Linked DNA regions of Mus musculus: region 1 is linked to region 2. The links are chromatin contacts, called in public HiChIP or PLAC-seq maps. All regions are on one chromosome and are shown on one strand. Each heading gives the region's core, a stretch centred on a gene start, on an enhancer-like site or on the middle of the called end of the contact. The rest is flanking DNA. Distances are from core to core; before and after follow the strand shown.

Evidence for each region. HiChIP or PLAC-seq counts read pairs in DNA pulled down with a chosen protein or histone mark.
Region 1: an H3K27ac HiChIP or PLAC-seq map of embryonic stem cells shows a contact between it and region 2, with 39 read pairs. The contact joins the enhancer-like site here to the promoter of Slc39a10 in region 2. A contact is called at or near these places in 9 of 39 promoter capture datasets (the C10 cell line, embryonic stem cells, hematopoietic stem and progenitor cells and 4 more), 2 of 15 datasets of contacts at CTCF or cohesin (CD8 T cells and the NIH/3T3 cell line), 57 of 484 Hi-C or Micro-C datasets (the 63-12 cell line, 8-cell embryo, the AML12 cell line and 36 more), 22 of 115 datasets of contacts at active chromatin or transcription factors (CD8 T cells, DN3 thymocytes, the HPC-7 cell line and 13 more) and 3 of 9 other capture datasets (adipose tissue, liver and pancreatic islet).

Annotation. Positions count from the first base shown.
Region 1 is chr1:46,892,573-46,898,445 of GRCm38.p6, reverse strand. It overlaps a transcript of Slc39a10 not described here. Among named protein-coding and RNA genes, the nearest start is that of Slc39a10, 42 kb to the right of the region's middle. Within about 2 kb of position 3,800, at least 84 of the 459 cell types and tissues checked have an H3K27ac peak or open chromatin away from gene starts, as enhancers often do. A contact at or near this core is called in the 63-12 cell line, B cells, CD4 single positive thymocytes and 20 more, where this site is marked.
Region 2 is chr1:46,850,603-46,855,761 of GRCm38.p6, reverse strand. Slc39a10 (solute carrier family 39 (zinc transporter), member 10) reads left to right here and starts at 2,144. Exons shown (of 10, transcript NM_172653.3): 1 at 2,144-2,291.

The DNA.
Region 1 (5,873 bases), core at 2,551-5,050, 41 kb before region 2:
CTTCCTTGTCCCAGCCCAATTGTACAGGTGAAAATATGGAGGCAGCCTAACCCGACTTCCACACCTGACTGTGAGGTAGCAAGGAAGATGTGCAGCCCAGGGATTCAATGATCTTCTGCACTGGGGAATCATGTAGACAAAACTGAAAACAAACTTAGGTGCGAACTATGTTGAACTTAATGCATTTTAATTACTTGTTTATAATTACCTATACTCACCAGGAAGAATTTACATCACACAAATATGTCTGCCCCTTGTGGAAGTTCCTTCCCATTCAGCTCTAAGTTCTGCTCATTTTGAGTCGTTCTTTCCTCTTGTTGTCTTTTTGTTTTGTTTTTGAAGTTTGGTTGTGTGTGTGTGTGTGTGTGTGTGTGTGTGTGTGTTTCTCCAGACGGGGTCAGGCTAGCTTCTTCTATATCAAAGGTTGACCCTGAATTCATGGGGGACTTTTGGGATAGCATTGGAAATGTAAATGAGGAAAATACCTAATAAATTTTTTTTTTTAAAAAGGACTGAGCTAGGTTCTTTCAGTAGAAGAAAATGAAGCAGAATCTTTTTTTTTTTAAATTAGGTATTTATTTCAGTTACATTTTCAATGCTATCCCAAAAGTCCCCCACACGCTCCCCCACCCACTCCCCCACACTCCCACTCCCACTTCTTGGCCCTGGCGTTCCCCTGTACTGAGGCATATAAAGTTTGCACGACCAAAGGGCCTCTCTTTCCACTGATGGCCGACTAGGCCATCTTCTGATACATATTCAGCTAAAGACACGAGCTCCAGGGGTTACTGGTTAGTTCATATTGTTGTTCCACCTATAGGGTTGCAGATCCCTTTAGCTCCTTGGTTACTTTCTCTAGCTCCTCCATTGGGGGCCCTGTAATCCATCCAATAGCTGACTGTGAGCATCCACTTCTGTGTTTGCTAGATCCCAGCATAGTCTCACAAGAGACAGCTATATCTGGGTCCTTTCAGCAAAATCTTGCTAGTGTATGCAATGGTGTCAGCGTTTGGAAGCTGATTATGGGATGGATCCCTGGATATGGCAGTCTCTAGATGGTCCATCCTTTCGTCTCAGCTCCAAACTTTGTCTCTGTAACTCCTTCCATGGGTGTTTTGTTCCCAATTCTAAGAAGGGGCAAAGTGACCACACTTTGGTCTTCGTTCTTCTTTGAGTTTCATGTGTTTTGCAAATTGTATCTTATACCTTGGGTATTCTAAGTTTCTGTGCTAATATCCACTTATCAGTGAGTACATATTATGTGAGTTCTTTTGTGATTGGGTTACCTCACTCAAGATGATGCCCTCCAGGTCCATCCATTTGGCTAGGAATTTCATAAATTCATTCTTTTTAATAGCTGAGTAGTACTCCATTGTGTAAATGTACCACATTTTCTGTATCCATTCCTCTGTTGAGGGGCATCTGGGTTCTTTCCAGCTTCTGGCTATTATAAATAAGGCTGCTATGAACATAGTGGAGCATGTGTCCTTCTTACCAGTTGGGGCATCTTCTGGATATATGCCCAGGAGAGGTATTGCTGGATCCTCCGGTAGTACTATGTCTAATTATCTCGCTACAGTGGCAGATGACAGGCTGCTCAGGATCTGGGCTCTGGAACTGAAGGCTCTGGTTGCCTTTGCTCCGATAATCAATGGTCTTTGCTGCAAGTTCTTCCCACACGGTGGAATTATTGCCAAGGGGACGAGAGATGGCCATGTCTAGTTCTGGACAGCTCCCCGGGTCCTGTCCTCACTGAAGCACTTATTCAGGAAAGCCCTCCGAAGTTTCCTGACAACGTATCAAGTCCTAGCACTGCCAATCGCCAAGAAGATGAAAGAGTTCCTCACATACAGGACTTTCTAGCAGTGCCGGCTCCCCCACCTCCTGCAGCAGCAGCAGTACAAGGGACTGGCTAGGATGGAGTCAGGCAGCTCACACTGGACCAGTGTGGACCTTCCTTCCTCTCATGGCATGTGCAAGTAGGTCTGCGTGACCCCACTTCTGTGGTGCCGGCCTTACCTTGTCTTCATCCGTGGTGAGCAGCCTTCGTCAGTCTGGTTGTGCTGAAGCCAAGTGCAGTTGTGGATGTTGTTGGGGTAATAAAGGCAAGCGGGCTCCAGAGCCTCTCTGGTGGCGGCCAAGCCACACTCCCTTAACTGGGAAGTACCTGTCGTCCCCCAAAGAAGCAGAATCCTAATGAGAAAATATGACAAAATAAAAAATCCCTACGAATGAAGTGTTTGATGATTATTTAAATGAAGGAAGACTTTATAGCTGGTAGAAAAGATATGTGAGTAGCTGTTGTAGGATAGGACCTTTTGTTTGTTTGTTTGTTTGTTTGTTTGCTTTATTGAGACAGGGTTTCTCTGTGTAGCCCTGGCTGTCCTGGAACTCACTCTGTAGACCAGGTTGGCCTTGAACTAAGAGATCTGCCTGCCTCTGCGTCCCGAGTGCTGGGATTAAAGGTGTGTGCCACCACTGCCCTGTAAAAAAAATTTAATAATATTTAAAATTCACAAATAGTAAATATATGGAATAAATCATATTTTGACATGTACATATTATGAAGTAATTAAATCAAGCTAATTAATTCACTGTTTTAATATTTGGGTTTTGTACAGGAAGTCTGTTAACTATACCTGGGAGCAACTTTGAAGTATGCAACAGATTATTATTTATTATAGTTACTATACATTCCAGGAGATTAGTAAAGTGTATTACTCCAGTGTATTTGAGACAGTCTTTCTAGGTTGCCCTGGCTATTCTGGAACTTTCTCTGTAGACCAGGCCAGCCTTGAGCTATCTACCTCCTTGAGCTGCGATTAAAGTCATGCCTACCATGCCTGGTTACAACTGTATGACCTGATGAACAGCTATACTTCTCCCAATAACTCCTTCCTTAGCATCTGCTCACTGTCATTCTACTGTTAGCAATGAGTCTCCTCGGCTCCATATGGAAGTAGGCTCCATAGCATTTGTTGTTCTGTACTTGGCTTATTTTACTTCGCATAGTGTTCTCCGGGTTCATGCATGTTGTCATAGATGATAAGATTCCCATTTTTAAGCTGGATAATTTTCCAATGTAAATACTATTATGACATTGTGACATTTCCTTTATTTATTCATCTCAGGTGAATACTTAGCTTGGCTCCACCCATGTTTTGGCTTTTGCAAATGTGTCAAGTCACTTTTCTGTAATTGTGTTGAAATACTATTGTAGGTGCTATTTTTGGAGGAGGGGAAGAGGCGGTCTACTTTATTGGGTTCTTATATCTACCACACTTCTAACACTTATTCTACCCTAATCCCTTCTAATCCCCAACACTAGAAAAGAGAAAAAGATGACTAGAAGTCTCTTTAGACTACTTCTTGCTGACTAGTAGCATCCAGTTTTGTTTTGTTTTGAGAATATCACCAACCAGCAAACATAGCGAACGCAGCATCAGAATGAGCAGCAGCAGGGACAGCAGCAGCAGGGACAGCAGCAGCCATCACAGGCACTCTAAGGGTCTCCAATTTATACCCTCTCAAGGGTCCCCAGAATTCCAAACATAAACATCTGCAGCTGGCAAAAATCACACCCCTCCTGGAGCATGAAACAATCAGTTAGTGGCTGTGGATAACCGGAAGCAGCCCCACATCCCACACCTGGGAATAAAACAAAAGCACATTCACATAACATAACTGGGTTTTTAAGGAAGCCAAAATTCTCACTACAGACCACGATCAGAAGCGACTCACAGAACAGGTTATTTTGGCTTCCGATGATTGTGGGGGAGGCACAACAGCATGTAGATGAAGAGGAAGTTGAGAGATCAAGCCTCAGAGTCAAATACAAGAAGAAAGAACCAACAGGAAGTAGGGTGAGGCTATAAACTCTCAAAGCCAACCAGCAGAGAAGTGCTTTTTCCAGCTAGGCTCTGTCACTTCCCAAAGAAACCTGTGACAAAGGTGGCTATTAGCATACCAGAAGTGCCTGCTTGGCCTCCAGGTTCACTCGGTATCTGTTTCTCCAATCAGCACTTCTCACCTTCCCCCACCTCCACCTACCCCTCCGCACCTCCACCCCACCCCCACCCCTCCCCCACCCTCTCCCTAAATTTGTCCAGCCCAAGAGACTTTGGATCCCTTCCCTCCGCTTCTCATGCCTACATAAACCAGCTATTTTGGCCTCACTGAACTCTCTTGGTTCTCTCCTCCCTCTCCTCCCTCTCCCCCTCCCCCTCCTTCTCTTCATACCCTCCTCTCCTCTCCTCTCCTCTCCTCTTCTTTTCCTCTCTTGCTCTCTCTCTCCACCTCTCTTTCCTCTCATAGCCCAGTTAAGTTTTGACTCTTCTAGATGTCTCTGGCTGTTTTCTCTCTCTCTTCTCTCGTTCTCTGTTTTCTTTTGTTTGAATCCCCACACTGCTCTCCATCATGGAGGGACTAATTGACACTCCCACCATCTGTGCAGGAGTTTTCATTTCTTCCTCTTGCCACTAAAGATGAAGTGTTGGTCTCCTCTCATCTTTTTAATACTATCTATTCATTCCAACTGGTTTTAGTTTTTAGTGTCTATGGTTTCAATTTATAGTTTCCTGAAGACTAATACTAAACAATACTTTTCACACATACCTGTTACTAGATATGGATATTATTTTGAGAAATGTCTGTTAAAGTCTTTTAACTTTGCATCAGATTAGATCATTCCTCTGAGTCGTTAGAATTAGAAGGTGCGATCTATTAGCATTTTACTCAAGATTCTTCAAGGGCTATGGCCACGAAAGAGGCTTTTACAATTAAGCCCTCTGGGGCCAGGGGATTAATTCTATTCCATCTCTTTTATTATTCCTTCTTCTTAAAAAGAAGAAACTGATAAATGGTCAAATCCTTTGTTTTTAAATGTAAACTATTTTTACCCAACTCTGCAAATCATACAAAATATTATTTTCAAATTGAAAGCATAAGTCACTCTGTTGGAAACTATATAAAACTTGCAAGATTTTAAAAGCATAATTCACAATTTAAAAGGAACCGCTGGAGAAGGGCCATAAAAGAGGGAAGGTCAGAATGTGGGTGCTTCTAGTTTACAACAATCAGGGCACTGTAAAAGGACAAGTCCAGGAGTCCTTGTTTTATTTATTTAACTACACTCTCTCCTGAAACTTTTGGATGCAAGTGCAGAAATAAAGGTATTTATGAAGTCAGACTTGTAATTGCCAGAAAGTAATAACAAATGCCAACTTGGTCCTTACTACCTGTATAAGTCCTAAGGGAAAGATGAGCTCATGGATGCATGTATATATAGATCATTACTAGGCTGAATTAAAATACATTAAATATGGAAGTCGGAAATAAAGCCTGAAAATTATCCAGCATAAAAAGAACAGTAAGAACAACTTGGAGGTTTAAAAAGAAGAGACCCTAGGATGCTTGCTTCGTGGGTAAGGTTACTAAGCATTGGTCAAGAGAAGAACCTTATGCAAACCCTGGCAACTGGCTGGTTGAAAGCGGTGCAAATTTAGGTGGAGGGATTTGCTTTAATCTTCTACTTGTGTCTGTCTAGTCCCCAGGTCCAAGAGACTTCTGTAACTGACACCTGAGCTGGAGTGAGCTGAAATAGGGGCAAACAGCCTAGAGCATCTACTGAGACTTTCTTTAAAAAGGGTAAGTTTTCCTTGTTTTTCATTTGTTGTGCAGTTAAGTAGTTTAGCAAAGCATATGCTGTGGTTTAAGCAGTTGAACATTTTACTATTTTACTTCTGAGTAACAGTGCCTTTAGTCATACATAGATTAATACAAATGATAGACAAGTTCCTCCCCTTACATACCCCAGAAGTGTCATACTCTAGAGTAGCAGCAAGCAAACTTGGGGTGTATTAATGTATTGGCAT
Region 2 (5,159 bases), core at 895-3,394:
TGAGCACTTTCTCAAAATTAGAAGGGAAGCTGGGCCTCTGTCCTGGGCTTCCTTTAGTGACAGTTAAAGTTCAAGGTGGGGTGTGATTTGTATGCCCATTGTTATATTTGGCTCTTTCCTAATCCTTGGAAGAACTAAAAGATTCATTGGATTCACTATATTGCCTCATAGAAGTAAAACGGTTACCTTTAAATTTCAGATACAGATACATGAAATAATACCGTGACTGAAGCTTTTAGCACTTTAGTTGCCACAATCTGAAATTCTCGAAAATCTTGAAAGGACTGTGAGAGATTGAGGAGTATGGAGGAATCCCATTAACAGCTGTAGCTACTAACTGCTCTCCATGGTCATACTTCAGTGTTTAACCAAGTATTTAGATGTACCTGTGCAAACCAGGTGAACATTGGTTTTGTAAACAAATAGCCCCAAATCACTGCTCGAAACTTGACTCAAGGGCTCTAACTTATTTGAAAAATGTTTATAAATATATATATATATATATATATATATATATATATATATATATATATATATATTGACAATGTGTTTAATCAAATAATTAGAAGCCTTAAAATACCATGGCAAATTGGATATTTTAATGCTTTGTACCCAAAGGATCTACTGGTAAACTCTATACAACTTAAGTCATTACTTTTTGTGTAATCCCCAGCTTAATTCATGGGTCTGAGGACTGTGGTCACTCTGCTATCTTCTTCCACTAATGTTGAGGCCTGAGGACTTATCAGAATGTCTTCCTTTGACAGCAGAGAAAGAGGAGTAGAAGAAGCTCACTGTGGTTTTAGCCACTCATTAAGCACTCGAAAGATGTTCCGTGTACAGGTAGAAAACAAAAGGCAAAACAGCTTCTTTCATGGAGTTCAAGTCAGCGAGACAGGCCACGTAGCCATACCGAATAGGTTTGGCTTTCTATGCCCCTCCTCGGTTCTCTCAGGCAAGTTACTTATTTCCTATGACTTTATTTCCTGGGTAGTCATTCTTCAGTCTGTTAGGAATATTAAATTAATACACACGCAAAGCATGCTGGAGGTACCTGATACATAAAGCTGGCAATTACTACTGCTCAGAGTTATATGCACTCTGTTCATCCATAAAGCAAGGCCAGAATTCACTTTCACTAGTAAATACGCTCAGCTTGAATACAGAAACACAGGCATCTGGGCAGAATACAAATAAGCCTAGACATGAATTAAGAGTCAGGAAGCAGAGTAATGAATAATGAAGCAAAGAGTTTGCCGAGCCTCCTTTTAAGAAAATTGTGGGTTGTTAGTTGCTTAAGAGGGGAGGAGGCCATTGAGAATGGCGGTGTGAGCAAAGGGATCCAAGAACAGGCAGGATATAAGCATGAATGCACCGGTGTTGCTGGGCGGATGGGGGGGGGGGGGCTTGCCTTTGGGTGTAAAACTGTTCCAGTAAGAGAAGGTGGTGGGAAGTCCTTGGATGGGTACCCAAAGCTACCAGAACTACGTGACATTTTTAAACTCAACTCCTTTCTGTTTGGGAAGTCCCACTGTAAGTGCTCTTTAAATGGGGGTGCGGTGGGGGGAGTTATGCAAAACACTTTGCACATAGCACTAAAGTTTAGTTTTGCCCAGAGACTGGCACGGTCGCTGGGACAGAGGGGGCGGAGTTAATTTAATATAGATGTCTAACCCGTGTACAGATCAGCAATCCTAATTGATCACTCCGAAACTTCGGCCTAGGACGCTCGTTCTCCAGGCTTCTACGTCTCATCCGCTAGCCCAAGGCCTCAGCAACCGACGTGCGAGGCCAGGCGAGGCGACCAAGGCCGTTCCACGCATGCGTTAAAAGCCGCCCCAACTCCCCCCAATCCCCGAGGAGTCCTTTCTCAGAACAAAACTAGCGCGGAGCTACAGAGCTCCGCAATTTGCGTAGATCTAATTTCTTCCAGTTGCCGCCAGTCGGTGTAGCTCCCGCCGGTGCCGCCGCTCTCCTACGCCAGGCGCGTCCGCGAAGTGAATGGCTGAACGCTGCCGGTGCGCCGCCGGCGTAGCGCCGATCAGGCCGAGGTGCGGCTGCGCAGGGCGCCCGAGCGGGCCGGGTGCGCCGCCGGCGTAGCGCTGAGGCGGCCAGGGTGCGGCTGCGCAGGGAGCCGGAGCAGGCTGAGTGCGCCGTCGGCGTAGAGCGCCGGCTCTCGCGCTAGGCTCCGCGACGCAGATAGCGCAGGCGGCTTTGGAGAATACACGACTGGGTGCAGCCGGGGTTTGGTACCGAGCGGAGAGGAGATGCACACGGCACTCGAGTGTGAGGTAACTATAAAACCCCGATTTGTTTACATTCCCTCCCCCAGAACCGGCCCCGTGCGCGGCGGAGCCTGGGAGTCCCGGGACGGCTGGGGAGGCTGGGCGGCCGGGTTGGGGCTGGCACCGGGGCCTCTGGGTTGGGACGCGTGTGTTCGCAGCTGCTGCAGGCGGTGGCGGCGAGCAGGAGAGCGGCGCGTGAGGCTGGGGCCAGCCGAGTGTGCCGCGTCGGCGGTGGGGGACCCGCGCCCCACGGCCTGCTGCGGGGCCGCGGAGCGGGCAGCGCCGGTTGAGGGCTGCGCGGGCTTCCCGCGGCCGCCGTACGGGGGACCCGGGACCCGAGGCAGGTCCCAGGGGCTCGTCTGCGGGGGGTAACGGACGGCGGCCGCTCAGCTCCGGGCCAACCGAAAAGGCTCGGTGGGGCGCGCGGGAACTGCGTGTGGCGCAGCCCACGGGTCCCGGAGCCGGGTTGTGGGGCGACCGTGGTGCGGCCGCGGGCTTTGTTCCCGGCCACCGGGGTGTAGGGTGGCGTGGGCGCGGTTGGGAGCGGAGGGAAGTGGCCGGCCCACCGCGGGGTCCGCATCCGCTCCACGCTTCGCTCCTCCCTTGGGGGGGGGGGGGTCTTCGGAACTCTCCAGCCTGGCGAGGCGTCGGGTGGCGTGACGTGGAAGGGCTTCCTGCGGCTTCTGAGAAGACGCGTTCACGTGGGAGCCTGTCCACATGGGCCGAGTTTAAGGAGCTGGGCACGTGGAAGAAATCTCACCGCAGGACGCCCCGCCACCGATTTGGAAGGGTCCTTCACCCCAGTGTCTGCTCCAAGTGACACAAAGCATGAGTTAAAAGACAGTACAACCCACCGTCTCCTAGAAACTTATTTATGTCTCCGTTAAGTGCGGTAACTAGCGGGTGACAGGTTTCTTGTATGTTTTCTTTTTGGATGTGTATCTAATGGTAATTAAGAAAAAGTAATACAAGAGCTGGAGGCTTAGAATTGTTAACAGTGCTATTGGGAAGCCTAAACAAAGCAGAACTTCTGTGTACAGAGTAATGTTAGGATTCCCGTAATCTACAAGTATTTGAGTACCTTGTGAGTCATTTCTCCTGGACCTTGGGAGTCCATCCCACACACCCCTCTTCCTATGTGCATTGGACATTACAGTAGGATGAAAGACACATCAGTGATAAAGTGATAAATGCTGTGAAGGAAATAAAATGTGCTGGTGGGCATTTTTAGCATTTGGTGTTTTCTAGAATAAGGGTCTTGGATTGTGACTATAGATTATTAAGGGTACATAAAGTTACATTGAAAGAGTTAATGGGAAACTATTTGGCTTTGATGGAGTAAGCCATACTTGAATAAAGCATTAAATATCAACGGTACTGGCCTGCCTAATAATGACTAACTTCAAACTAGCAAGAACTAAAAATTATACTTAAAGGATTTAAGTGTTTTGTATTACTGTAATTTTGGCCTGTATTCAGGAAGTTACATCCTCACCGAAAAGTAACTGAATTTCAGTGGTTTTAATCTCTCCCCAAATTGACAAAACTGAATTCTATCAACTAAGCGTGGTTAGGAACCCATGCGCAAGAATGAATGGTTTTGGTGCTACTTTAAAAGAGGTGGCAAAGACGATTTCTCAGGTGATACCTGAAGGCACAGATCTATAAACCCAGCTACTTTGGGAGCAGGGGTGGGAGGAGACTGAGGAAGGAAGCTGGCAAGTTAGAGTCCTGGAGCTTGTCTTAAAAGTTAAGTAAAAGAGCTGAGTGGTAGGAAACTTGCCCAGGGTTTGCACAAATCTACACTTAATTGTTAGTACTGCAAATAATGTATGCCTGTATGGATATGTATCATGAGCTATGCAGGTGAATACCCTTTATCTGAAATGTTCAGGACCAGAAGTGTTTTCAGCTTTTGTTTGTGAATTAGGAGATATTTGGATATATTAAATAATGGAGTGTTTCTTGGGCTAGGGCCCAATTCTGAACATAAATTGAACTTTTACTTTGTATAAGCCAGGGTACTTACACTGAAGGACATTTTACAACCTTTTTTCTAAAGTTAGAGTTTGCCTGAGACCTGTCCAGACAAAGTTGGAGCATGTTAGTTCCCAGAACATTGTAAATTCCGTAGCATTTCAGATTTCATTACAAGGTGCTACCTGGATTAGGTCTTCCTTTTACAGCCTCTAGTCCCCTGAGATAGCTTGTAAACTACCACCCTCATCCCACTTTTTTGTCCAGACTTTTGTTTTTTCTTGATGCTTTCCCTATGTAGCTCTTGTGTGTCTGGAACTCAGGATCCACTTTCCTCAGTCCTTGGAGTCACCTTTGGCTCTGCCAGATTTTCAACCCTGGTTTGAATTACTTTGAGGAGGCCTAATGTTTAGCATGCAAGCATTGCTCTAGGAAACCTAAGCGATATATGGAGAAGATAGGGGTGTGTGTGTGTGTGTGTGTGTGTGTGTGTGTGTGTGTGTGTGTGTGTGTGTGTATTTTTTCCTCCCCAAGGGAAATTGTTCAATAGCTGAGCTGAACATTTGTTCTTAATTAAAGAAATTTATATTACATTCCTCTTGGCTCTGCAGAACCCTGGGTATTGAGCAGTATTGGGATGAATTTAGGGATTTGGAGTGAGGTTAAAGATTCAAAAACTGGATATACTATTAACTAATTTGGTTACCTTTGCAGGTTGCTTTAGCCTGGAAGTATTATAAAACCTATTCAGGAGTTTAATACGGCCTTTAATGATGATGAACCAGATAGTTGTTCTAACCCTTTCTACATTCAAACGTTTCTGTAATGATTGAATTTACTCTTTTGTTTTGCCTGATAATTGATTACCCTAGGATGATACTTAATGCTTCTACTCCT